Regions from separate parts of the Mus musculus genome. Here region 2 is linked to region 1. The links are chromatin contacts, called in public promoter capture Hi-C maps. All regions are on one chromosome and are shown on one strand. The core of a region is the stretch at or near the end of the contact, and the rest is flanking DNA. Distances in the headings are between cores, read along the strand shown.

Region 1 (6,890 bases), core at 2,844-5,343:
TCAGAGGACATCTTGTAAGACCCTCTTCTCTCGTTTGGCCAGTGTGGTACCTGGGTATGAAAACGAGGTTGTTGGGCTTAGCAGCACGTGCCCTTCCTTGCTGAGCCACCTCACTAGCACAGAACAATTGGTTATAAAACCGTGCTCTCTGGAGCTAGAGAGATGCCTCAACATTTAAGAGCTCTGAGTTCTGTTCCCAGCAGGTACATGGTGGTTCACAACCATCTCTAACTGCAGTTCCAGGAAATCTGATGCTTTCTTCTGACCTCTAAGGGCACCAGGCACATACTTGGTGCACATATATACATGCAGACAAAATACTCATACACAAATAAATCATATATATGTGATAGAAAGAAAATGAAAAATATGCTTTCAAGGTAGAGATGAGGACTAACTTGTTCCCTTTTGCAGGGTAGGGAGGGACAGTCCAGGCTCATCAGGCAAAGGCACTCTCCACCAAGTCCGATGAACTGAGTTTGATCCCCTGCGAGAATCGACTTATGGAGCTTATCCACCGACAATCAATAAGTAAATGTAAGAATAGTGTCAGGAAAGGGCAGAGAAGACTCCTGTGAGGCCTTTGGAGAGGACATTAGGATCTCAACATGAAGTCTGTCCTACGCCACCCGACATCACTAATGCCAAACCGCTACTCAGAGACTCAGTTTCTCCAAACGTCCACAGTCCTCTATCCTGCACGAAGTAAAGGTCAAAACTCACCCACACAAGAACCAGGGCCTCACAGTCGGCCCTACTCTCTTCCCCTTCCCTTAACGGCGTGTCTCCAGTCCAGCCTTGCCTCTCTATGTCTAGTGAGCAGTTCTCTTAGGACCTAGGACTAGGGTCCAATTTTAGACCAAACTTCACGTAGGAAAAGGACCCTCATCTCACACTTAAGTGGGCAGACACTCACTGCCACAGGGCTCCTCCCCTACCTGGAACATCTGCTCTCTTCACAGGCTAAGCCTACTGTCACCTTTTCTGGAAGCTTCCATGAACACTCTACCCCTCAGTGCTTTGCACCCCTGCACTTATTTCAAGATAAAGGAAGAACAGAAAGACAGCAGCAGAGATAGAAACATTCATGTTCCCAGATGGATGTGCTGGTTCATGCCTTTAATTCCAACACTGTGTGAGTTCCAGGCCAGCCTGGTCTACAGAGTGAGTATCAGGACAGCCAGGGCTACACAGAGAAACCCTGTCTCGGAAATCTAAAACAAGCAAAAAGAAAGAAACGCACACATTCCCATTGTGGCTTCTCTTGCTTTCTGTATCATTTTTATGAACTCTTACTTAAGCTTCCGGTTTCTCTTGTTGGGAAAACAGTCTAGATGTGCACATTCTCCTTTCAGGGCTGGGGAAGCTGAGGCCACATAGCTAGCAAACGGCAGAGGGTGCCACGGGTAAGCTCCAGAAATAACTTGTTGTGTTGAGTCTTGTGCTCAGTACAAAGGTAGTGCATTAACCGTTGTAGAAGTGGAAAACGTAAACTGTCAGCTGAGTGGCTTCCCTTCATCCTCAAAGGAGCATCTCCACGAGGCGCCCTCTGTTTATTTTGTAACTACTGCTGGGTGGGACAAGAGCATCTAAAATGAAGAGACTTGTGCCGATGGGGTGAGCAGGCAGGTGGCCGTATGGCCCTCCCTGTGGCTGCTTCTTTCTATGGAGCCAGCCAGTCATCTGCCACAGAGCCTTTTCTGAGAAGACTTTCAAAAGGTACGTGTGCCACCAGACAGCTGTTTTTAGACAGCTGTTAGTTACAAAACTAACAGAGAATTCACCTACTTCAGAAAATAATTCTCCCTGGGGACCCGAACAGTAACTTTAGTTCCTTTTAAGACACATGATTTCTAAATAAGGGAGGAAGCAGGAGTGGGTAGGGGCCTGCTCTCAAGCCTCTTCACTTTGACGAGCTCGTCTTTGAGCTGTTAGTTCTCAGCTGCTTAAGTGTGACCTTGTTATTTTTAAAAATCTTAGAGTCTGAACAGCTTCGTCTAAGTTTTCTTCCTCAGTCTTGACTGGAAGTCCCAGATAGCCCAGAAGATCAGTGACGAAATCTTACAGATTTCATCATGAGACCTCAGAAGGGTCAGCATCCCAACCCTCTCTTCTTTAGGACTGATGGCAGACACAACTGTCCCGTGTCCCTTGATGGCAGACACAACTGTCCCGTGTCCCTTCTAAAAGCAGCAAACCCAGGTTTGACGACTCCCCAAGCTGAAAGCCTGCCCTCTTTGCCTGGAAGAGCCTCTGGAGAAATTGAGGAGAGACTGAAACAGGAGAAAAAGTGAAGGATAAAGGTGGAGAAACAGCAGCCCCCTGTGCACAGCACTGCCTATCATGAGGGGCTGCCTCCTACACTGTGGAAAACTTAGCCTCCTTTTGAAGGGGAAAGTGCGAGCCTGCTCCTCGCACCGAGGTTTATGTGAGGAAACCGAGGGAAAGAGCCTTTGGTGACTTGGCCAGGGTGCTACTAGATAGTGATATTTGTCATCCAGACCAGAGAGCCCCCTCCAGTGGCCACCTGTAGTGCAAACCCACAGCACTAAGCCCCCAGACTACTCATTAGGCACCCAGTCCTGGTCCACAGGCCACTTGAAGTCAATCACAGCAGTGAGGAGACGGTCAGCCTGGTCTTAGCTTCTCAACAACGCCACGAAGTTTGGTGGTCAGCACAGACTTCCAGTCCCAAGTGGGGCTAGCTACCAGTCAGATTTGTTTTGGTTTGGTTTTGTCAGAGTTTGAGGAAGTCACAGAGACTCTAAGATTTCATCCCACAGGGCTGATTTTTTTTTTTTAAGCCTGCTCACTTCTGCCTTTTTAAAAGAGAATTTGTAATTTAAAAACTTATTGCAGAGGGCTAGGCCTGTATCTTAGTAGCAGGGTGCTTGCCTGGCTTGCACAAGGCCCCATTTTAACCATCTCTAAGCTCACCTGTATGGGTGAGTAGTCTACACTTTGCTCACCCATCTCCAGAACTCTCCATCCCTTGAAATCCATCCTCCTGAGCCCCCAAGCCCTGCCCTGCCCTAGCTAGTAGCCATCTTTCTGCTGTGTCCAGGAATCTGGCCCACAGGAGTGGGATCGCACAACATGTATCCTCTGACACTATTCATTCTACTTAGCTCAACAACCTCAAGCTCCTACCGTGTTGTGTCCAAATTTCCCTTTTGTTTGAGGCAGAATCACAACCCATGTGGATTATGAATCATAATCCATATGTGTGTGTGTTCACTCACAGGGGCTACTTTGGCTGCTTCTGTCTCTTGGCTACTGTCACTCAAACTGTTATGAACATGTTCTGGCCTGGACTTTTGTTTTCTCCTCAGACTTACTCCCTGCCACCCCCATCCTTCTCTGCTGCTATAGGTAACTTACAGGCATGCTTGAAGCATTTAGAGCCATGGGCCATAGACCTATCCTTAGGCCAGGTCCATATTAGCATCATCAGGCCTGGGAGAAAACTCCCTAATCTTGGGTGACAAAGCTTGGGTTTCTAGTTCTGCAAAGAATTAGCCATATCAGGCTAAGACCAATCAATCTCTTCATCAGTCTTGAGGCTGCTGCCAAAACTCCTGATCTCTCTCCAGCCAGGAAAGTAGACCCCGCCGAGCCACTGTCTAGACTGGTAGACACTTTAGTGAGCCTGGAAAGAATAAAGCAATGTCCACTCCTGAACGCCACAGCATTCAACGTTGCTACGAAGCCCGCAGATGGGAGGTTTACTTCAATTGGCTGGATTAACCCCCGTCCTCCCCCGTCACACAGAATGATCCTTGATAAAACTGAGCAGACCCTGCATCTAAAGGCAGTTAATGATGCTTACCGTATTTCCGTAATTTGAACACCTAACAGAACGTCTCAGGTGTGAGAAGCCAGGGTGTTGAGGGCAGTCCTGGCTCACACACCTGTCTCTAACATGCCCTTCTCCCATGCCCTTGACTGAAGTCTGTACTGTGCCTGCCACGTTAATTGATAGCAGGGCACAAGCACTCACCAGCAGGGTGTGTCCCTCGGGCTCTCACAGCAGACTTGGCCCAGCTGCCTGAGCCTTCCCAGTGCCCCTCTCTTTTCAGCTAGGGAGTGCTCTGCTCAGTCCCTCAGGAGTTGCTGGAGTCAGAGGAGGGCCAGCGCCCAGGCCACACCCCTGCTAGAAGCTGATCCAAGCCTGCGCTCCACTTCCTGCGCAAGGCACGTTCAGCTGCAAAAGGTACTTACACTTTGTGTTAAAGAGAAAAGGAAGAAGGCAGTGAGAGGTAGGAAGTTCACGCCTCCGCCCCAGTCAAAGCAAAGTACAGCAACCGTGCAAAACAAACGCGCCTCCTCCCGGGACAGCCAGGAGTCCAAGAGGGCAAAAGCACCGCGAATGGAATCGGAGGGTGAGAAGAGCTGCTAAGTTCCCACTCCTGGTGGCTGGGAAGCCCATCTGCTTGAAGATGCTCTAGGGGAAGTCGATGCTCAGCTGAAGAAGACCATAGACTGTCAAAGGGAAGCGGGAAGGGCAAAGACCGCCTCAAGTTGTTCATGGAACTTGGGCTGAGAGGATTCTGCCCGTCACCCACAAAGCCAGGAGTCTCAAGAAGTAATGACCCCCTGTGGAAAAAGGGCTCAGCGGCTCTCTTTACTGCAGTCCTACATGGAGTGAGTGACAGCTTTCTCTAACTGAGGAGCTCACATCTGATCCCAGGCCTACACAATGCACCATTCAGCCGCTATACATAGAGCAAGTACAGAGAGCAGACTCAGAATTCTGTTTCCTGAATTTGGGGTCTTTCATAGCAATGCAAAAAAAAAAAAAAAAAAAAAAAAAAAAGGTATAGCAGCCCACCTCCCACCAGATAACACCCCTAACAAAGACTTCTTCAAGGATATAGCTAAGGAGTTAAGCTGAGTTTTGAACCCGGGACTTGGGTCTGAGGAAGCAAGAATGCCCTGGCTTTCTCCTGGGTGATGGAGATTAGAAATCAGGTCCTCCTGATTTCTAATCAGGAGGAAAAAGGGCTCGGCGGCTCTCTTTACTGCTTGCACAGCAAACACTCTTACCCACTGGGTCATTTATGTTTTTTGAAACACCGTCTTTGTATGTATTCTAGGCCATCCTTGAGCATGCTATACCTAGGCTAGCCTTGAACTCAGTCCTCCTACCTCGGCCTCCCAGTGCTGAGATTAAAGGTGTGAACTACCACACCTAGCCTTGAGAGCTTAGGTCTAAGACAACAGGTCTCAGAAGCTCTGGGAAGATTATTAAGATGGACCGGGGATATGGGATATAAAAATCTTGATTTATAGGCCATTGAGATGCCTTAGCAGGTAGAGGCACCCATGGCCGAGGCTGATAACCTGTGATACCTAGGACCTACATGTGGAAGAAGAGAACCCATTCCTGCAAGCTGTCCCTTGACCTTGACACACACTGTGGCAGAGTGCACATACACACACACACACACACGAAATCCTAAAATTATGAGTAGACAGTGCCTCGGGAGCCTCCTCCTCCATATATGCACATGCATTCACACACACAGATGCACACATATGAACAAAAATGATGGTGTCAGCTGGGCAGTGGTGGCACACATCTTTTGTCCTAGCACTCGGAAGGCAGAAGCAGGCAGATCTCTGAGTTCAAGGGCAGCCTGGTCTACAGATTGAGTTCTAGGATAGCCAAGGCTACACAGTTAAACCCTGTCTCAAAAAAAATTTTTTTTAATTGTCAGACTAGAATGTGTTTAGTGATGGCCAAAAGAGGAGACACCATTTTGGCTGGAAAACTCCACACTCAGTTGTCAGTTGTCTTTGTCAAAAGAACTACCTACCATATGGTACCTTTACAGTATCTGATCTAGAGAAAGCTGGGCTGGGTTCATGCACAGTGGGGTGCTTCAGCTGCCGTGACTGTGGGGCTAGGAAAGAAGTCTCACCTGTTTGGGCGACGTGTTACCCACTGGAAGGAGAAACAGTTATGGTGTTATTCGCTCCAAACTGAGCTCTGCCTACAAGAGGAGAGGAAAGAGCAGCCGCTTACATATGAAGAGTCCCGGGACTCCGTCTCCAGCCCCACAAACATCAGTGGGTATGGGTTTACACCCCACAAATACAGTTGTTGAATCCTAAGCAGGCCTCTCTCCCTTTCCTCTTCTGCCTGGTCTACCCCAAGGCTACTTCTGCCTACTCCCTGCCTTTTTCGTTACACTTGGGTCTGTGCCATGAGAAAGTGGCCCCAGAGGGCATAGGTATGTGTGGATAGACCCTGACCACAGAGGGAGGACAACATGCAAGTAGATAACACGCACACAGAGCCCTGGAAGCTCAGGGCACTCAAGATGCTGCCTCCTTCCATCTACAGCACCAGTGGACACCAAACTTAGACAAATTTCCCGAGTGACCTTAGACTGCATAGTCCAGTGGGGACAAGGTCATAGGCCTGGCCAGAAAGAACTCTCCTCAGCCTTCCACGAGTGTGTTCACCAGAGGCAGGTGGGAGTCACCAGTCGTGCTGACCTCGGGGTTTCTGAGCCATTCTGCTTTTTGCCAAACCCATACGTGAGGAAGTGTTTGCCAAAGCCATCTCAGCTTCTCTTCCCTCACTGCTAGGAGCTACAAGGACAATTCAAGCAGGGTTCCCCCACGGTGGCCGGTCGTCTTCCTACGGTGTTCCTTTACTTTTTGGTTTGTATTATCTTTCATGTTATTGAGGCCTTGTGTGTTTTGTGTATGCCGTAGGTACATGTTCTGTTTTGCACTTAACTTTTAACTTGTTTATCATGTTTTGAGATGTACAGACACTTTTCAGTAAATGTATTGGTTTTTCCTTCATAATTTACAGTTTGTATATTGTTCTGTGTTTTTTTAATCCTTTCTTCACCCTGGGATTGAAACAACATTTT
Region 2 (6,890 bases), core at 1,964-4,463, 970 kb before region 1:
ATGAGGCAGCCAGCCACATCCTGGTAGCTGAACAGGAACCAGAGGGCTCCCGCTGGGAATAGGGGGTCAGACCGAAGCCTAAAAGTCTATCCCTCACCATGAGTTCTGTCTCAGAGGTTCCATAACCTGCCAACACAACCCCACTAGCCAGGAATGACATGTTGAAACATATAATTTAAACCTCTCGTCATTACCTGAGTAAGACCCATCTGTCCTCGGCAATTCAACTATGAGCTTTCGGGCTCTGCGGGGTCTTTCTGGATTCATCCTTGACACCAGCCAGTTATTCTTATACTAGTCATTTAATCGCCTCTTGTCACTCCATGGTTCATGAGCTCCTTGGAAGGAGATACCATTTTTGAGAGCAGTTTGCTTGCCTAAGGTTCCAGAGCTGGACACAGACATGCCGGTCCAGTCTTGGTGTCCCTTTGGCCATCGGGTAGGGATGACCTGCCTGGTTCCAGACTTGGGGTTTGGATTTGGGCACCAGCTCTGCAATCCTGGGGCCAGTTCCTTGACTAAATGGGATGTAATTATAGTAATTACCTCACTTAGTAAGCTATCTAACGCACAGTAAGTACTCTGTAGTCTTATCTTTTGCTATTATGTGTCTAATATGGCTCAAGTTCATGCCCTTGCCCATGGCGCTGGTGATTATGTTCTTGAACCTCACAGGAGTCGGCCTGGCAGGAAGCTAAAGCTTCCTCCTCTGGATCTTCTTGGGGCTGCGAATTAGAGCCCATTTGATACGTGCGTCAAGCTCACTCCATGACTTGGGTTCTTTGAAATAGGATGTGACAACGGATTGTTCCCAGGCATGACATGACTTGTGCAGAAGACCCCTCTTAGTTGGCATTTCCTAGCATGTATCAGTGTCTCCCCAAACTGAAACTCGCTTAATGACATGCTTTCTGCCTGCAATAACGAACACTAAAGGTCATCTTAAAAACAACTTAGTGGAGAGACTCCCAGCTTTCACTATCCTCCCATCTGTTTCTGGACAGTCTCCTCCTGATTCCATCCTGCACCCTTCAGGCCTCCTCTCATTGTCTTCATCTTCAAGCAGAAACACCGCATAACATCACGTAAAACCCCATACTTGTTCAATTCTTTTAGCTTCTGAAAGAAGCTATTTGGTTGAAGAAGTGCTTTTATGTCATCTTTGGTAATTCCTTTATTGAGCTGTAATTCGTATGCCTTGCAGTCCTTCCATTAAAAGGACACAGTTAGGGAATGTAGAACACTCTTGTGTGGCCTTGGGTTTGATGGCTGGCACTGCACACAGGCAATAAGGATGCTGTTCAGCTGTGTCTAGTATGCTCAGAGTTTCAAAGACGTCACCACAGTAGTCGGTAGCTGGCTTCCTGTCACTTACCCTACTGTTTTCCAACAGTTTGCAGCTTCTGCGGCACTGTATGCATGCACGCATTCCCCTACGCATGCCCATATGGCCTTCGCTTTACCCATGACTGGCTGATAGGCATTTGTATCGTTTTCACCTTTGGTTTCTGGGAAGAATGCTACTGTCACCGTTTGTGTGTGGGTCTCTGTGTGCACAAATGTGTTCTTGTCTTCATCAGCTTGGTTAATATATATATATATATATATATGTGTGTGTGTGTGTGTGTGTATATATATTTGTAAATGTGTCATATAAACAGAAAGAAAATGTACTTTTGAAAGAGAATTTATTATATTGATAGTGCAATTATTATATTAAGTCTATTAATAATAGACCCTTGTGTCTGGTTCTTGGTAACTTACCATCTAACTCTTTTAGAAACTTGTAAGAAATTATTCCCTTTGTAGTATAGTATTTCTCTACAGGCATGGTTGTGGGCGTGGCTCTAGGAGGGCGTTGGGGCTTCCCCCGCCTGTGAACAGGGTGAGTTGTCTGGTGTCATGTAGACCTTTCTGCAACAAGACCAGGGTTCAGCACTACCTTCCTGGATGTGGGAGTTCACAGGTGGAGAGGTTCTTCATCCTTGGAAGTAGAACGTATTCACTAAAAAGAACAAATCAGGGCCTGAGATAGCTAGGAAATCCAGGTCAAGCCGTGTCCTCTGGAGCTGAGACTAATGCATCCTGTCTCTACATCCTGTTTGTGACAGGGATGTGGGGTGGGATGGGCCACCAGTATTCCCATGAGGCACAGGCCTGCATGCTCCAGGCCTGGGTCTGAGGAAGTCACATGAGTTGTGCCCTTGAACAAGTTAACTAGTTATCCTGCCTGTTTGAGATGGGCTGGCTTCTCTGCAGTCTCTCTGTCTTGGGAGGTGGACACAGTACCATAGAGAACCAGGACGGCCTGGGCTATCATAATTCGGTCCTCGTACTGTAGTCAGCATAGGTTAGGTTCCGGAGATAAGTGTGTTGGACCAAAGCCATGTATTAGCATATGGGCTGTGTGTTCTTTTGCCTTAATAGTTTTGCTAATTACCATGTATGTGAAGGCCAAGGGCATAAGGGCAAGGTCCTGTCCAGGAGTTTGAGGGAAGGCTCGCCCCGCTCTGATTCATCCAGGACAGCTCACCAGTCTGGGCTTTCCCTTGTACACGTCCACCTTGCTGGGATGAGAAGCCTCTGGAGGCTCCTTTACTTCAAGTGCCTTCCATTTGCTGACCTCAGTGATGTTGGGGTTGCCTCCGTGGTTGGTATGAGCTCTAGAGCCCAGCAGAATCTATACCTGAACTTCAGCTCTGCTAGCCTCATGATCAGAAACAGTGGGTTTGAAATTTTTAAGCTTTGAGCTCCTAATAGATTAGTTGGACACAGTAACAGGTCTTCCCAAGGGCTGGCCCATACCCAGCATAGTACCTAGCTTGTCCCCTCACCTTAGGGGGCTGTGCTGCTCCCAGCAGAAGTCCTTAGGGCATCTGTCATGGATGGGGCCATACACAGAACCAATCAGTGGCCACTTAAACTTTCATTATTCCACCTGACTTTGTTTCCTTTCCAATTTCACAAGTTGGAGGAGAAGCTAAGAAATCACAGCCACTTTGCTGGAGCCCAATGTGCTCAGCGTGCTGAAGTCTGTGTTTGTGCGTTTCTCTGTGTCCACATGTGTGCACGCCATTGCGTGGCATATTTGAGGGGCTCGACATTCCTGAATGCAGGGACTGGGGGATGGACAGCAGCTGTACTAATGTTCCCTGCCTCAGCTGTTCCTGACCGAGAAGGCTGTTTGTTGCTCTTCATTCTGTCTGATCAGTGAGCTCCAGCTGGCCTAACCCCAGCTGGAGGCCACGTGCCCGGGTTGCTTCCTGCGAGGTGGCAGGCTGTGTGCTGCCATTGGAGGGGGATGGGCACTGCAGCCAAGGATGTTTAACACATAGATGTGGCTGCTGTCTGTCCTCCTGCCCTAGAAGTGAAGAGAATATTGGGCCAGTGCTGAAGGAAGGGAAAACAGTTCACATCTATATGCAGGCTACAGGCAGAATAAGAGGGGACTTGACTGGAGTTTACCAAGCGATCCATGTGCCTCTCTTTCCTTTTTTAGATTTATTTATTTTTGTTTTATGTGCATGAGTGTTTTACTTATATGTGTGTAAGTACACAGCACACTTTCCTGGTGCCTGTGGTGGTCAGAAGAGAGCATAGGATCCCCTAGAATTGGAGTCACAGATGGTTGTGAGCCACTGTATGTGTGCCGGGAGCCAGCCCCAAGTCCTCTGCAAGAGCAGAAAGTGCTCTTAACTGCTGAGCCATCTCTCCACCCCCCACCTCCATCCTGCATATCTCTTTTCACTTTTTTTTTTTAAATTATTTTGGTTTTTCGAGGCAGTGTTTCACTGTGTAGCCCTGGCTGTCCTGGAACTCACTCTGTAGATCAGGCTGGCCTCAAACTCAGAAATCTGCCTGCTTCTGCCTTCCAAGTGCTGGGATTAAAGGCGTGTGCCACCACTGCCCAGCTTTGTATATCTTTTTAATCCTGCTAACTAATCTATAATTTGGATGGGCTTATAGTTAAGGAGACCAAGGTACAGAAAGGTTATATGATTGCTAAGACCATGAGACTTGGCCGAGGAAGATCAAAACCTCCTATCCAGGCCCATTTGTCTGCAGGCAGCAAGGCCTTCCTTACTTCTTGGAGAATAAAAGAGTAATATCCTTTGGAAAGACCCTCGATGGGCTAGGCAGCTAATAAGACTTAATTTAATAAACACTGCCCCCATTTCAGGCTTATGCACAAACCTACGAGATCCCGGAAGTAGGAAGATAGAAACAAACAGTGATAGGCAGCGTGCAAAGCATCATGGGAAAGAGGAGCCGGGGAGGACTTTGGAGGGTGGGCATTTAAGGCTGTATAACTTAGGATCTCAGTGAGGCAGCATGCCCACACTGTATGCTCTTCTGGGATTTGACCACATGCGTTAGTAGGGGCTGGTTCCATAGTCTGGGTGAGGCAGTTCCTCCACTGTCAGATGGCATAGCTTGTAATGTATGCATGTAAAGTGGGAGAAACAAGACAGACTGCAGCCAGCCAGGATGGGTGTGCGTCCACAGCGTCTGTCAGCATCCCCAAGGGAATGTTTAAATCCATCCTCGAAGAGGACCGCAGGAGTTTTTGGTATCTTTCCCCACCCCCACCCCAAGTCAACATGCCTCGAGTCTGTAAGTCAACAGGATTATGAGCGACACAGACCAGTTGCTGTCCCAGGCTGCCCAAATCCCAAGGGAGCAGCAGTGACACCTGCTAGCCACGGCTGGTCTTCATGCCTGTGCTGACCTTGAAGGGCAGAGAGAAAGTGGCTCCCTCCACCTCCGCTGTCTGCACCTCCCAGAAAATGCCGCGGTGGCCCACCCCGGAATCCATGAAGGGAAGAGAATTCTAGAAGATTTGATGCAGTGGAGCTGTGCCAGCCTACTCCATGTCAGGTTCTTAAGGAGGGAGCTGAAAACTCCTGCAGGGTTTCTCAGCAGAACAGAGAAGAAGTGAATTCCAAGCCCAAGACAGGACCAGCAAGGCTGCTTGGAGAACGTCTGCATTCGCATCTGGCTCTTGGTGGGCCTTCAGAAGGTAGCCCAGGAGGCCCACAGTGTGGGAAGGACCATTATTGGTGAGAAGTGGATGTCCCATGGCTTCAGTGCAGCCTGACTCAGTGGTGGGAAGCCTGAAAATCTGAAACTCGCCGGGCCTCTTTTAACCCGTGCTTGTAGCTTAATGCTTTAACTCACTGGCTCATTCTGTCATTAGTGCTTTAAGGAGTACCTCCGAGCTGGGAATCACAGCCTTGTCTAGATGAAACCAGACAGACAGGGCACTATTAGGAGTGGCCGGGTTACTTGTGTCTGGGTTGTTCAGCATTCTGTTCTTGACTGAAATTCTCATCCCACTCAAATGTGGGGGTTATAAGGATGGGGGCGGGGAGGAATGGAAAAGAACCCAGCTGGTACTATCCTGTCTGTCTCTCTTTGACACCATTCTTCCACCCATATCCACACCTGGGGAAACAGCTGAAGTGGTAGAAAGGACAACCCACAGGCTGGTGGAGTAGTCCGCAGTTGTGAAACCCTGGAGACAGACCCGGGTGTTACAGTGGAGTGCTAGGCAGCCAGCTGGGTTTTAGGAAATGCTACCCAAACCAGAGTCTTATCATCAGCCACATGTTAGGGCTCTGTCTCTCAAACACAGGTGGAATTTAGGGGGGGGCAGTCATCTGGCGCAGGGGGGTCCTATGCTCATGACGAGCGTGGCAGAGCTTCCTGGCATCCTGTTCTTCTCTAGCAGGTGCTGCTATGCTTGCCTTGGATACAACCACGGACTGTGAAGCGGGTGGGATACGAAGCCATCCAAAGGCGAGGTAAAAGCAGCCTGCGGATAAGATAAGGGGGTGTGTGTGTACTGCCCAGTGGGCTTTCACACATGAGTGACTAAGATAATGCTGAGGAATTTCAAAATAAGATATGACGAGCCAGGAAAGGCGAGGGTCTCATTTCCATTGTGTTTAGATGTTCTCACAAATATGTCATCACCTGTCTCTGTCAAAGAATGTAAAGTGTCGGGGAGAAAACAAAACTCCAGTGGCTCTGCTGGCAGTCACCGTGGAAGGGACCCAGATTCAGGTCACCACTTTGTTTGTGCTGCGGGCTAGAAGTAGGGCAGGCAGGAGGCTCCCACCGTGGTCTCCAGAAGGGCCTCTAGCAAGGAGAGTAAGGGTCGCTCCTACCCAGAGTTCTCTGGCTTTGACCTTCAGCGGCAGTCTCACCAGTGCACCCCAACCGCTCCTGTCCCCGGAGCAGGTGACAGAAGAAAGGCTCCTTAACCCCCTGTCCCTGCCTGGGCGTCCGCACAAGCGGCTAGTGTGGCCAGCAGGCTTGGGTGCTGGTGAATGGGAGCTCCTGTTTGCTTCCACTGAGAAAGTTCCGACCTGCTTCCGGAGCCATTACCATGGAAACCGGGGAGGAGATAATTGAATGGAGTCTCTTTTTTCTTCCTCTCATCCTCGCTCCTCCCCACCCTGAGGCCAAACCTGGTAAAGACTGCCTCTTGAGGCTTGTTTTCCCTGTAGGGCATAATAGCTTTGTGAGGAAACTCAGCTCGCCTCACCTGGGATCCATTACCCAGAGTTCCCGTGGCCAAGAATGGTAAGTAGCAAATGCTACCATTTGCACCCGGGCTCTCCAGGCCTGCAGGTCTGATAGCTACTTGGTCTCCAGAGCCGAATGCAGAGTTGGCCTGTCTATATGTTCAGTCAAGCTCCAACCCAGGCTTCCTTGCTGGGAAACCTCTCCCCCATCCCCCACCCCCAATATATTTATTACACATTTTTAGAAACTCCTCAAGCAGAATTAGAGGGAAAAATAATTTTGTGGCAAACACAAAACGAGTAGCAACTATTTAACTGTTTTGTTTCCTTTGTGTTTTGCAGTGTGGGCATCACACTGAG

What was found. Promoter capture Hi-C pulls out the DNA fragments that hold promoters and counts their contacts.
Region 2: a promoter capture Hi-C map of liver shows a contact between it and region 1, with 2.3 times the contacts expected there. The contact joins the enhancer-like site here to the promoter of Zc3h12d in region 1. A contact is called at or near these places in 5 of 39 promoter capture datasets (hippocampal neurons, liver, pre-B cells and 1 more) and 1 of 115 datasets of contacts at active chromatin or transcription factors (large pre-B cells).

What each region holds. Positions count from the first base shown.
Region 1 is chr10:7,829,673-7,836,562 of GRCm38.p6, reverse strand. It overlaps Zc3h12d (zinc finger CCCH type containing 12D), which reads right to left and starts at 4,093. Exons shown (of 6, transcript NM_172785.3): 1 at 4,001-4,093. It overlaps Mir5104 (microRNA 5104), which reads right to left and starts at 182; the gene lies at 89-182.
Region 2 is chr10:8,800,829-8,807,718 of GRCm38.p6, reverse strand. The region is part of intron 4 of Sash1 (SAM and SH3 domain containing 1); the gene reads left to right. Among named protein-coding and RNA genes, the nearest start is that of Gm25410, 20 kb to the left of the region's middle. Within about 2 kb of position 3,213, at least 70 of the 459 cell types and tissues checked have an H3K27ac peak or open chromatin away from gene starts, as enhancers often do. A contact at or near this core is called in liver and pre-B cells, where this site is marked.